Regions from separate parts of the Mus musculus genome. Here regions 2 and 3 are each linked to region 1. A link is a contact called in public ChIA-PET and promoter capture Hi-C data. All regions are on one chromosome and are shown on one strand. Each heading gives the region's core, a stretch centred on a gene start, on an enhancer-like site or on the middle of the called end of the contact. The rest is flanking DNA. Distances are from core to core; before and after follow the strand shown.

What was found. ChIA-PET counts read pairs in DNA pulled down with a chosen protein or histone mark. Capture Hi-C pulls out chosen DNA fragments and counts their contacts.
Region 2: an RNA polymerase II ChIA-PET map of memory CD8 T cells shows a contact between it and region 1, with 44 read pairs. The contact joins the enhancer-like site here to the promoter of Pgap1 in region 1. A contact is called at or near these places in 2 of 39 promoter capture datasets (liver and pre-B cells) and 4 of 115 datasets of contacts at active chromatin or transcription factors (effector CD8 T cells, embryonic hindbrain, forebrain and 1 more).
Region 3: a promoter capture Hi-C map of adipose tissue shows a contact between it and region 1, with 2.7 times the contacts expected there. The contact joins the promoter of Coq10b here to the promoter of Pgap1 in region 1. A contact is called at or near these places in 11 of 39 promoter capture datasets (the 3T3-L1 cell line, cranial neural crest, embryonic stem cells and 7 more), 2 of 484 Hi-C or Micro-C datasets (cortical neurons and nephron progenitors), 7 of 115 datasets of contacts at active chromatin or transcription factors (astrocytes, bone marrow-derived macrophages, double positive thymocytes and 4 more) and 3 of 9 other capture datasets (adipose tissue, liver and pancreatic islet).

The regions. Positions count from the first base shown.
Region 1 is chr1:54,556,326-54,559,966 of GRCm38.p6, reverse strand. Pgap1 (post-GPI attachment to proteins 1) reads left to right here and starts at 2,283. Exons shown (of 27, transcript NM_001163314.2): 1 at 2,283-2,533. The coding sequence starts at 2,387.
Region 2 is chr1:54,840,398-54,843,879 of GRCm38.p6, reverse strand. All of the region lies in intron 1 of Ankrd44 (ankyrin repeat domain 44), which reads left to right. Among named protein-coding and RNA genes, the nearest start is that of Ankrd44, 84 kb to the left of the region's middle. Within about 2 kb of position 1,934, at least 94 of the 459 cell types and tissues checked have an H3K27ac peak or open chromatin away from gene starts, as enhancers often do. A contact at or near this core is called in effector CD8 T cells, memory CD8 T cells and pre-B cells, where this site is marked.
Region 3 is chr1:55,051,235-55,054,518 of GRCm38.p6, reverse strand. It overlaps Coq10b (coenzyme Q10B), which reads right to left and starts at 1,749. Exons shown (of 5, transcript NM_001039710.1): 1 at 1,529-1,749. The coding sequence starts at 1,644.

The sequences.
Region 1 (3,641 bases), core at 1,034-3,533:
GAGTCCCCGAGAGGCTACTGTATGAAGCTATGAAAGCAAAACCCAGCTTGCAGTGGAGACCCAAGGATGTTGGAGATGTCAGAATTATGAGATGTCTGCCGAGGATGCATGCATGGTGTGGAGTTGACTCAAGAGAGAGGCTATGAGGCTGGAGAGCTGACTTGCTTAAGAACACTTTGCTTCTCTTACAGAGGCTCTGTGTTTGGTTCCTAGCACGTCTGCGACAGTTCAAAATGGTCTATAACTCCAGTAGAACTCCACTTCCAGGGGGAATCCAGTGTCTTCTAGTATCTAGTTCTAACATACTTTTCACTAGCATTGGGATTGTCAAAGATTATGGGGACTTTTGAAGTTGTACTAAATGTATCTGTATCATGAGATGGCTAGGATCCTAGAAGGTAATTGTTTAATAGTAACACTGACTGTCAGGTTGACAAGGGGTAGAGTTGTGAAGAAGGTTAATTTTGTCAACTGAATGGGATTTACAAAGACCTTGGAGACAAATCTGGAGACATGTCTGGGAGTGATTTTCTAGATTAAGTTAACTAAAATAGAAAAAAAACTCACCCTAACTTCCAAACCAGATAAAAATGGAAAGAGGGAGCTGAGCCCTAACATGCACCTCTCTTTGCTTCCTGTCTACAGCTGAAAACTGACCTGCTGCCTCAGGCTCTGCTGCCATAAATACCCTGCCACAATGGACGATATGTTGGAATTGTGAGCCAAAACAAACCTTTCCTTAAGTTGTTTGTCCCAGGGTATCATCACAGCATAGGACAAATAACTCCTATACCAAGGGGCACACCACAACATCCAAAACATACATGGTATGCCTTAAATGCTTATTAGCTAACTATTGCCCTGCTACTCAGTATTACCCAGACTTTCCTGGCCCTTCCAAATCTACCTCCATACCTCAAAGCAGCTCACCAGTCCATTTTCCCAGTCCTCTCTTTACAAATAGTCCGTATCTTGTAGCTAGGTGTATTTGCTTAGATATCCAAGTGTTTCTGTCTAGGGTTAAAAAAATTGTTACCCTTTTACCTTTGGATTGTAGCTTCTTGATGTGAATAGCAGGGTTTTGTATAAGATAAACAATTAGCTTCCTTTTCGGTCTTGAAATTCTTTGATTTCATGCATCCTATCCAGCTTTCCTCAAAATATTTGCTAGAAAATTAATCTAATAAAATAAAATTGAGTCAGTGCCAAAGATCATTCTAAGTAAAATTCTGAAGTTAGCAGCACGCACGCACGTGCACACACACACGCACACACACACACACACACACACACACACACAAAACTCATCTGCTGTCTGGTTAGCTTTAAGGGCTGACACCTCATAACATTTCAGCGTTTCGAAGCTGTTACAAGTATTATCAATGGGTTTAATTTGCTTTTTTAAAACCCCTTCCTTTGTGTAAAGACAAATGGAAATTCTTCAAAATGAACTAAGTTATGAGAAAGAGTGGAAGCTTGAGCAAAATTCTCTTCTAACGTCATTGTGGAACCAGTCCCCAGAGACATGGGGGACTTGGAGAGCACCTCAAGTCAGTGCCGACCTGGTCCTGCAGGTACCAACTGGGAACATCATGTTGGTAGGTATTTTTATATTGTTTTTTTTTTTTTTAGACTTCGTCTGATTAAGGCTTCCACCAAGAACAGGATTTCCTTTGACTGTCGTGTGTTTTGTTTCAATGAGCAGGTGTTGTTACTACCTACAGGGCCCAAGTCGGTGGTCTAAGAGGAAGGGGGAAAGCCATTTGTCTCTTCTGGAATCAAGCTAGTTGGTCCTTGAAGCGAAATTGCGGAGGCCCGAGATGGTTCAAAATTGAACAGGATGGGGTTTGAAACTGTTGCAGGGGAAGGTGTGCGTGACAGCCACCTGACACGCCTTTGATGTGCCGCCTCTCTTGGCCAGTTAGCTCTGAATCTCTAACAGTCTCTGGACTCTAGGGCGTTATCCTTGCCCCTGGCCAATTCCTGCGGTACCCACCCGGCCATTCCCTCTCCTGCCTCTGGGATCCCGCGCTCCCATCCCCCTCTCCCTTTCTTCCTCCACTCCCCGTCCCCCCGCCCCTCTCGCCCCCTCCCTTTTCTCTCCATGCCCTCCAGCCCAGCCCACTCCGCTTTCTCATTCCATTTTTTAGGCACACAATCTCGCTCACGCTGCAAACGCCCACAGCCCCCTCCTCCGTGGGCGGCACCGCGGGCCGGCTGCTCGCAGTTGCGCAGGCGCGCTGAGCGGCAGGCGAAGGGGAGGGGGTGCTGGCGGGCTCCGCGCAGGCGCGCGCTGCTCAGCTGGGCACGGCTTGGCACCGGAGTCTTTCCCTCGCTCTGTCTAGGCTGCCGAGCTTCTCCTGGTGTAGAGGCGCTCGTCTGCACCATGTTTCTCCACTCAGTCAACCTCTGGAATCTGGCGTTCTATGTCTTCATGGTGTTTCTGGCGACCCTGGGGCTGTGGGATGTCTTCTTCGGCTTCGAGGAAAACAAGTGCAGCATGAGCTACATGTTCGAGTACCCCGAGTACCAGGTACGGCCCTCCCTTACCTGCGCGCCCACACCTCCCGGGCTTCTCTCGGGCTCAGATGGAACGCTCCGACTCGGAGCTCTCCTGGCACTCGAAGTCTCCTGCTTCGTGCTGGGCAGGGCATCCTCGCCTCCGCGACCCCTCGTCCCCCACCCAGACTCCGGACCCCGACTTCTGACCGCCAGAGAGCCAGCTCTGGTCCCTCTCCCCAATCCTTATACTTCCCGGACCCTCCTTTGCTTGCAAGGAGATGATTTCTCTTCGCGCCCAGTGATGGGCGTGCGTCAGATTTCGCTTTTCTGGAAAGAAGCAGCGTCTTGCAGAGTTGCCAAAGCTGATTTAAAAAAGAGGCTCTGAGGTTTTACCTCTGGGTGAAGTGACAGACTGGCCTGATTAATAATTAAACTGAAAACTATCTAGTTTTCCTCCGGTGGAGAATTTTGCCGATCCACCTGTTCTGTAGGTTTTGAGTCCGTGGGTGTGTGAGTGTGCGTACCTGTGTTTTCGCATGCCTCTGAACAGTCAGTGACCTGCATAATCGATTACGATATCTGTTATAATCGGTTGCATGTACATTCTGGTGTTATTTTGTCTTCTCACTGGGTTTAACAGGATCTGCCTCCTCTTTCATCGCCCCCCCCCACCTCCTCTGTTCTAATTTGAATGCTTTCATTAATTGCTTCATTTGTTCCGCGTAGTAGAATCTAAAATTTCATTCATGACCAGCAGTAGAAAGAGATGATAACAAATTACACAGCTGTCAGGAGAAATTCCCTTTGGTGATATTTTTCTTGAGATTTCTAAATGAATCTAAATTTTGGAATATCTATTATAATAACTCCTATAAAATATGCATAATACATTTTGATAAGGTGCATTCTTAGTATACTTTTAGGATCATAGCAGATTTTTTTTTCTGTCGATAAAGAATGAAAATCAGGATTGAGTCTGTGTACAGGTCCTTATAGAGGGAGCCTGTTTGATGCTCTCTTATTTACATTTAAAAACTGAAGTTTAAGTTGCTGAGGAGCAAGCATCCTTTCCCATGGATATTTTCTAGTAGATGAGTTCCTACCTTGATTTTGCATCAGTGGTTATGAGGGAAAGTGAA
Region 2 (3,482 bases), core at 685-3,184, 280 kb before region 1:
TATATATTTCACAGCACTTTACGAGAATGCTTGCTCCGTCTGTGGAACTTCCTCACTGAGGCACCTCTGTCAGTGTTGGCATAATGTGCAGGCAGCTTATGTACTGGGCTCTCAAATTATATTTGCTAAAAATATGTTGGAGTTTAAAGTACACCATTAAACATGTAGCTAAATGAATTTAGACATGTTCTAAACATAATTGTAGCATTGAGAGGAAGCTCAACACTGGGGTGACTGTCAACATCAACATTTTCAGAGTTTTTGCTAGAAAAGGATTTAGCTAGGTGTGCTGACACATGGTGTAATCCCAGCACTGGGGAGGTGGCTGCAGAAGGAGTAGGAGTTCAAGGCCAGCTTCAGCTACTTAAGTTTGAGGCCACCTGGGCTGCCTACATGGGACTATCTCAAAAGCAAGCAAGCAAGCAAGCAAGCAAGCAAGCAAGCAAGCAAGCAAGCAAGCAAGCAAGCAAGCAGACTTGATGATTTTGTTAAATCTTAACTGCTTAAGCTTCAGCGCTACTTTCTTTCTCCACGTTATTCATGCTGTTTTCCAGATGGAGGGGGACAGTGTGAATGATTGCTCACAGCCATATGTGTGAGTGAGCACATGTGTTTACATGCATGCTGCTCAGCAGTAAACACAGGAATGATGGGACAAAAGGACCCAGGGGACAGTCCCAAGCTTACGCTGCCTGAAATCCCACATTAAATCACTCTCAGGGTAATGCTGTGGGTGCCTAAGCCTGGATTCCTTTACATCTTTAAGGAGCTGTGTAGAGATGAGGGGCATGGGAGAGGAAAGTGCTCAGAAACCCAGGGACCCCTGGTCGTCACGCCACATGAACACATGTTGAACAGCAGCCTGGTGCTGTCGTTCATTTGTCAAACACCTTCCCCCTCTTTTGTGTGCCCTAGCCCCTATCTAGGTCTTGTTCAAGTGATGCCTCCTCCCTAGGCTGACTCCTGTGCTGTCCTGGTCAGTTAAACAAGACTTCTGGGATGGTTGAACAGAGGAGAGCCCTCTGAGCTCTCTGCAGTCTATCTTGGTGCAGAGGGAAACCTGGCAGCTCTTGCCTCGGGTCTGGGGAACTCTGGAGTACCATCTTGCACATTTGTGTTGTCTACATGGGGCATCCTTATTTGCCCAACTCTATTGGGCATTCTCCGAGGAATGGACTACAATATACATTTCTTTTGTGTATTTTATAAAAATAGCATACCATAGGCATTCATAAAATGCTTTCAGCTCTGTAGCTCTTCTTTGTGCAACACATGGCCAGGCTATGTTACAATATGTCTGTATTTCTAGAACACTATATCCCTGTAAAGAAATTAGGTAATCCTGTAGCTTAACTGGGAGATAACCACAGTATGTTGTTGTTCTTACAGGTTTTAAGAGAGGGATGTAGTAAGAGCCCACTTTAGTGATAACTCAATATCTTATGTATTGGTATTTTTGTGTTCAACAGCAGCATCCAGGAAATGTGTCAAAGAGTATATATTAGTCTATTATTATGGGTGATAGGAATGGTTATCAAGGTTTTCTTTACCTGACTTTGTATTGTTGTAGTAAAAAATTACTTAAGATATAACCTAGCAAACACAAGACAAAGAGACAATGCATAAGGGTTTGATGCCCCCTTGTCATTTTTTTCTGGTTTTGAAACTGCATGATTGAAAAAAAAAAGGTATCTTCTAAGTTTTGAGTTGGGAACTAAATATAGAGAAAGGTACTACACATTTGCTGCTGTTCTTCATTTAGCTCATAGCACAAGGAGATCCTCCTCTGTTAGTGAGACCTGGACTGAGCAAGCAGTACTCAAACCGGAAGCACCAGGCTGTGATCTTGTGGTCGTGCTGCGGATGAGTAACAGGTCCTGCAGATGTGGGATGTGCTACCTTCAGAGGCCCTGCAACTTCCGGTCTCTGTCAAGGGAGCATCGCACAGCTAGCAACTGGCTTTCCCCAGCAAAGAGGATCACAGCTCTACTACACTCCTCCAGCAACCTCCTGCTGGTGCCTGGGCTGGCTGCTGCAGAGAGCCCTGCACTCTGCCCAGTCAGTGAGAGTCTTTAGGCAGCTCCAATGGAGTGGGCTGCTCAGACCAATCTAAAGGTGTGGAGAGCACATGTACCCTTTAGATTGCAGACTGGTCACAGAGACCCTGTTTCCTTGCATAGTTGAGGAATACCCATCCCTGAGAGCTCTCTCCTAAACTGGTACTGTCATCTTCTCCCTTGTGTCACATTTCTCTTAGCTTTTACACAATCTACTACGAGGCTTATTATTTGGAAAAAAAAACAACTCTTTTTTTTAAATTAATAAGCATTCTATTAATTTTTATTAGGTATTTTCTTTATTTACATTTCAAATGTTATTCCCTTTCCTAGTTTCCCCTCTGAAAACTCCCTATCCCTTGCCCTCCTCCCCCTGCTCCCCAACACACCCACTCTTGCTTCCTGGCCCTGACAGTCTCCTATACTGGGGCATAGAACGTTCACAGGACCAAGGGCCCCTCCTCCCATTGATGACTGACTAGGCCATCCTCTGCTACATGTGTAGCTAGGGCCATGAGTCCCACCGTGTGTTTTCTTTGGTTGGTGCTCTGGGGGTACTGGTTAGTTCATATTGTTGTTCCTCCTAGGGGGCTGCAAACCCCTTCAGCTCCTTGGGTTCTTTCTCTAGCTCCTTCATTGGGGACCCTGTGCTCCATCCAATGGATGGCTGTGAGCATCCACTTCTGTATTTTTCAGGCACTGGCAGAGCCTCTCAGGAGACAGCTATATCTAAGACAGGGTCTCGTGTAGCTCAGGCTGGACTTTAACTTATCTATTAGCTGAGGATAACTTTGAACTCCCAATCCTTTGCCTTTACTTTCCAAGTGCTGAGATTATAGGTATGTGCTACACCATGCCTGGCTCTACAGTTCTTCTTTTTCTTTTTCTTTTTTTTCTTCTTTTCTTTTTCATGAAACACTTTGTTTTTATGTGCATGCACCTGCTTACATGTATGTGCACAATGTTCATACAGTGTCCATGGATGCCAGAGAAGGGTGTTGGTTCCCTTGGAGCTGGAGGTATAGACAACTGTGAACTGTGTGATGAAGGAGCTGAGAATCAAATGTGGGTCCTCTATAAGATCTGCAGTTCTCACTGAGGTGCCTCTCCAGCCCCCCAAACTCAACTCTCAAGTCACCCTCCCCCTGCAAAAACAGATTACAGCTTGCCAATTCTACAGAAGAGAGTCCAAATGTAATAGGCAGCTTTATCCTCAGCTTCTGTGATCTTACCCCACTGACTTCTTTCCCTCCATCCATTCACCCATGTTCACCATGGAGAAAACTGTTCCTTCTACTCACACCCTTCAAAGCGTGAAGGTGCTTGCTCTCTTTCCACTGACACCCCATCTTTTTAAACCCTCACCAACCTCCAGTCCTTAATTCAAAGGCTGCATCTTCCAGAGGGCCAGACACAGTTTCTCTC
Region 3 (3,284 bases), core at 500-2,999, 500 kb before region 1:
TTTCTTAAGCCCCACAAGATACCCTTACCTAATCCTGATCATACTCCTAAGAAAACCACATATGCTTAAAACAAATTAACAGGTTTCCTGATCAGTATGCCTATTTGGTTATACTGCTCTGGGCAATACATCTATTTCACACACTATTAAGCGTTAGGGGTTGAGAGCTCAATGATAGAGCTGGTTGACATGTTCATGGCCCTGGGTTAGATCCAGCACCTCTCCCTTCAACTGCCCCATACAACTAGCTACATACACAGTCAAGCTAACAAGTGAGTACTGTAACATATTGAAAACAGACTTTGTAATCACTAATATTCCAAAACTACTCTCTCAAATAACATATTACATTAAAGGCCAGAACACAAGATAATGTAATACTTTTATGCATTTATATACCATTTTTGTTGCCTTTTTTTTTTTTAGATCCAGTCACTTGGTATTTCCCAGGCTGAGGCTGGTATGGACTTTCTGAGCATGAGCCTCGGACCATAAGCAGCAAAGCAACATTTAATCAGTAATATAAGCAGTATGTCCTGCTTGAAAAGCTATCTTTTGAGGATAAACTACCCGATTTCACAGTTTCAACATGTTTGTGTAAGATTTGGAGATGAAGCATGGCTGCTAGTTTCTGTTTGTTTTTGAGACAAATCTTACCTTGTAGCTCTGGCTGATATGCAACTAGCTACACAGACCAGGCTGGCCTCCAAAGCACCAGACCTGGCCTCTTGGCTGACATTTTAAAGTCTTCATTCAACCAAAATGTTCTGAAACCCAGGCAAGAGTTGGACTTTCTCCTCTGTAATGTATACATATTGATTCATCTCAAATACCAATTTTCTTTTCTTTTGGTCCTGAGACAGGGGCTCACTTTGTAGTTCGGGTTGGCCTTGAACCCACCGCGATACTTACTTGACTTTATTGCTAAAATTACAGGTGTGAGCCGCCACTCTGAGTTAATTTTAATTTTTGAGAATACTTTATTACAGTCTTATTTGTAATAGAAAACTGCATTGTAGACTTATAGTGTCCTTCAGGTCTCTAGGTTCATCTCCACCTAAAGGACCAAGCAGGAAAACCGAGGACAGAGCCATCTTCAAGGTTACAGGACCTCAAAGTTACAGTGTAGTGAAAAAAACAACAGGTCCTCTTTGTTGGCTGTGTTTCATTTTGCAAGCGCTGAGTGGCCGGGGTCAAAGAACTCCACAGCAAGTGAGAGAGCGTCTGACAAGCGGTTCACCGCCAGGACACGCACTCCCACGGCCCGGGAGCCGGCGCTCTCGGGCGCAGTTAAACTTTCCCGACGGCCGCCGCCCACCTCTTGGAGACCGGAAGGGCGGGAGCCGGAGACCCGGCTGCTTGTCCGTCCTCCCACGGCCGTCTCGTCGCTGACTCACCCCGATAATATGAGGTGCACGCAGACCAGCCGGCCGAGCGCCGCGCCCCGGGTCTCCGGAGCCGACTAGGGTCAGCGCCCCGGCCACAGGCCCGTCCCGAACCCGCCGCCCGGAAAACCTCCGCTCGCTACCTGACGTCGCGCGCAGACCCCCGCGCCGGGGCTTCCGTCACGGTGGTCGACTTCGGATGGCACCCCGATGCCACCCTCGCCAGGGCCCTCTGACTGGTCCGAGCTGCCATGATCATCTTTGTGAAGCCGGTAGCCAACGCGGGCACCCGGAACGAGGCGCCGCCCTCAGGCCGGCCTGGAGGGACGGCTCCTGCGCCTCTCAGCCAATCCGGGAGCCCTCTGAGCAGCTGGACACGCCTCTTCCCACTAAGTCCCTCCCAACCCCATGACGCCACGCTGACGCTAGGCTGACGCACGTGTCCAGTGCCGCCTCGGGACAGCCAATCGGGGCGCGGATCTCCGGGACACGCTCTGCTCCTGCCAGGAGTCTGCCACTTATGTAATCTTCGTGACGAACTCCTGGGTTCACCTACGGTCCGGGTTTTTTCCTGGAGCTATTTGGGGTCGAGTCTCGAGGCTCGGCTCGTGAGGGCCGCCCTGCCGGGGGAGGAAAGCCCAGGAGCTGGCTAATTATGTAACTGCCTCCCACACCCACCCCACCCAGCGCTGGCCCAGCGTGTTTTCGCTCCTGCTGCCGAGCCTGGCAGATTTTACTGTGTATTGACGATCTCAAACGGTACCTGCTGTGCTGACCCTGAGGTGTTGTTCAGAGAGCAACTTCGGGTCATACCGCCCCGAACAGGCCCAGTGACCTGTCAGTTCTAGCTGCCTTCTTCATACGTGGCCAAGATATGGTGTAGTGTTGCCTTTATGATCCAGGTTTTTCTCATTCTATACAAAGCAACAATTTTGCTTGCCACATTCAGGGATTGGATGAGGTCCTGACTTACATATAAGGGAGGGGCACACGTAACAAACGCATATGTGAAGGTCAGAGTCTTCCCATGTGGGTCTAAGGAATAAGAACTCACTTAACAGGCTTGCATAGCGATTGTTTTTTTTTAAATGATTAGCCATCTCACTGACTCTAATACAGTTTTTTAAAAAATAGAATTATATTTTATTACTATATGAATGTACGTGTGTGATGTGTGTTTGGCTTATGAAAGTCAGACGGCACATTTGTGAAGTCACCTCTTCACCTTCCATCTTTATGTGGGTTCCTGGAGATTCAATTTGAGTCATCAGACTTGCACAGCAAGTTCTACCCAGTAGGCCATCCTGCCTGCTGCATTTGGTTAGCAGAGCTTGAGGAATAAATGAGATTGTTGGTTAAACATAGGCAATAATATATTTTGAAAGACTTACTAGATGTTGGAGGTGTGAATGAGTCTGTCTCCTCACATAGCTCATATTCCAAAAGGGAAGATAGAACTAATGTGTACTGCATTATCGGGTAATTATGTGACTTGTATGTGGTGGTTTGAATATGCTTAGCCCATGGGAAGTGGTACTATTAGGAAGTGTAGCATTGTTGGAGTAGGTTTGGGCTTGTTGGAGGAGGTGAGTCACTGTAGGAGTGAGCTTTGAGGTCCAAAGCTTAAGCTTTGGCCAGAGCAGAAGAGACCCTCCTCCTGGCTGCCTGGAAAAGGGCATCTCTTCCCACCTGCTTCTGAGTCAAGATGTAGAACTCTTGGCTTCTCCAGGACATGTTTGACTGTACACTGTCATGCTTCGTGCCGTGATAATGGACAGAACCTCTGAAATCAGCCTCAATTAAATGTTGTCCTTTATAAAAAGTTGCTTTGGTCATGGTGTCTCTTCATACCAATAGAAACCCTAAGATGTGGAGAAAAAAAAAAAAAGAGTAGAGCAC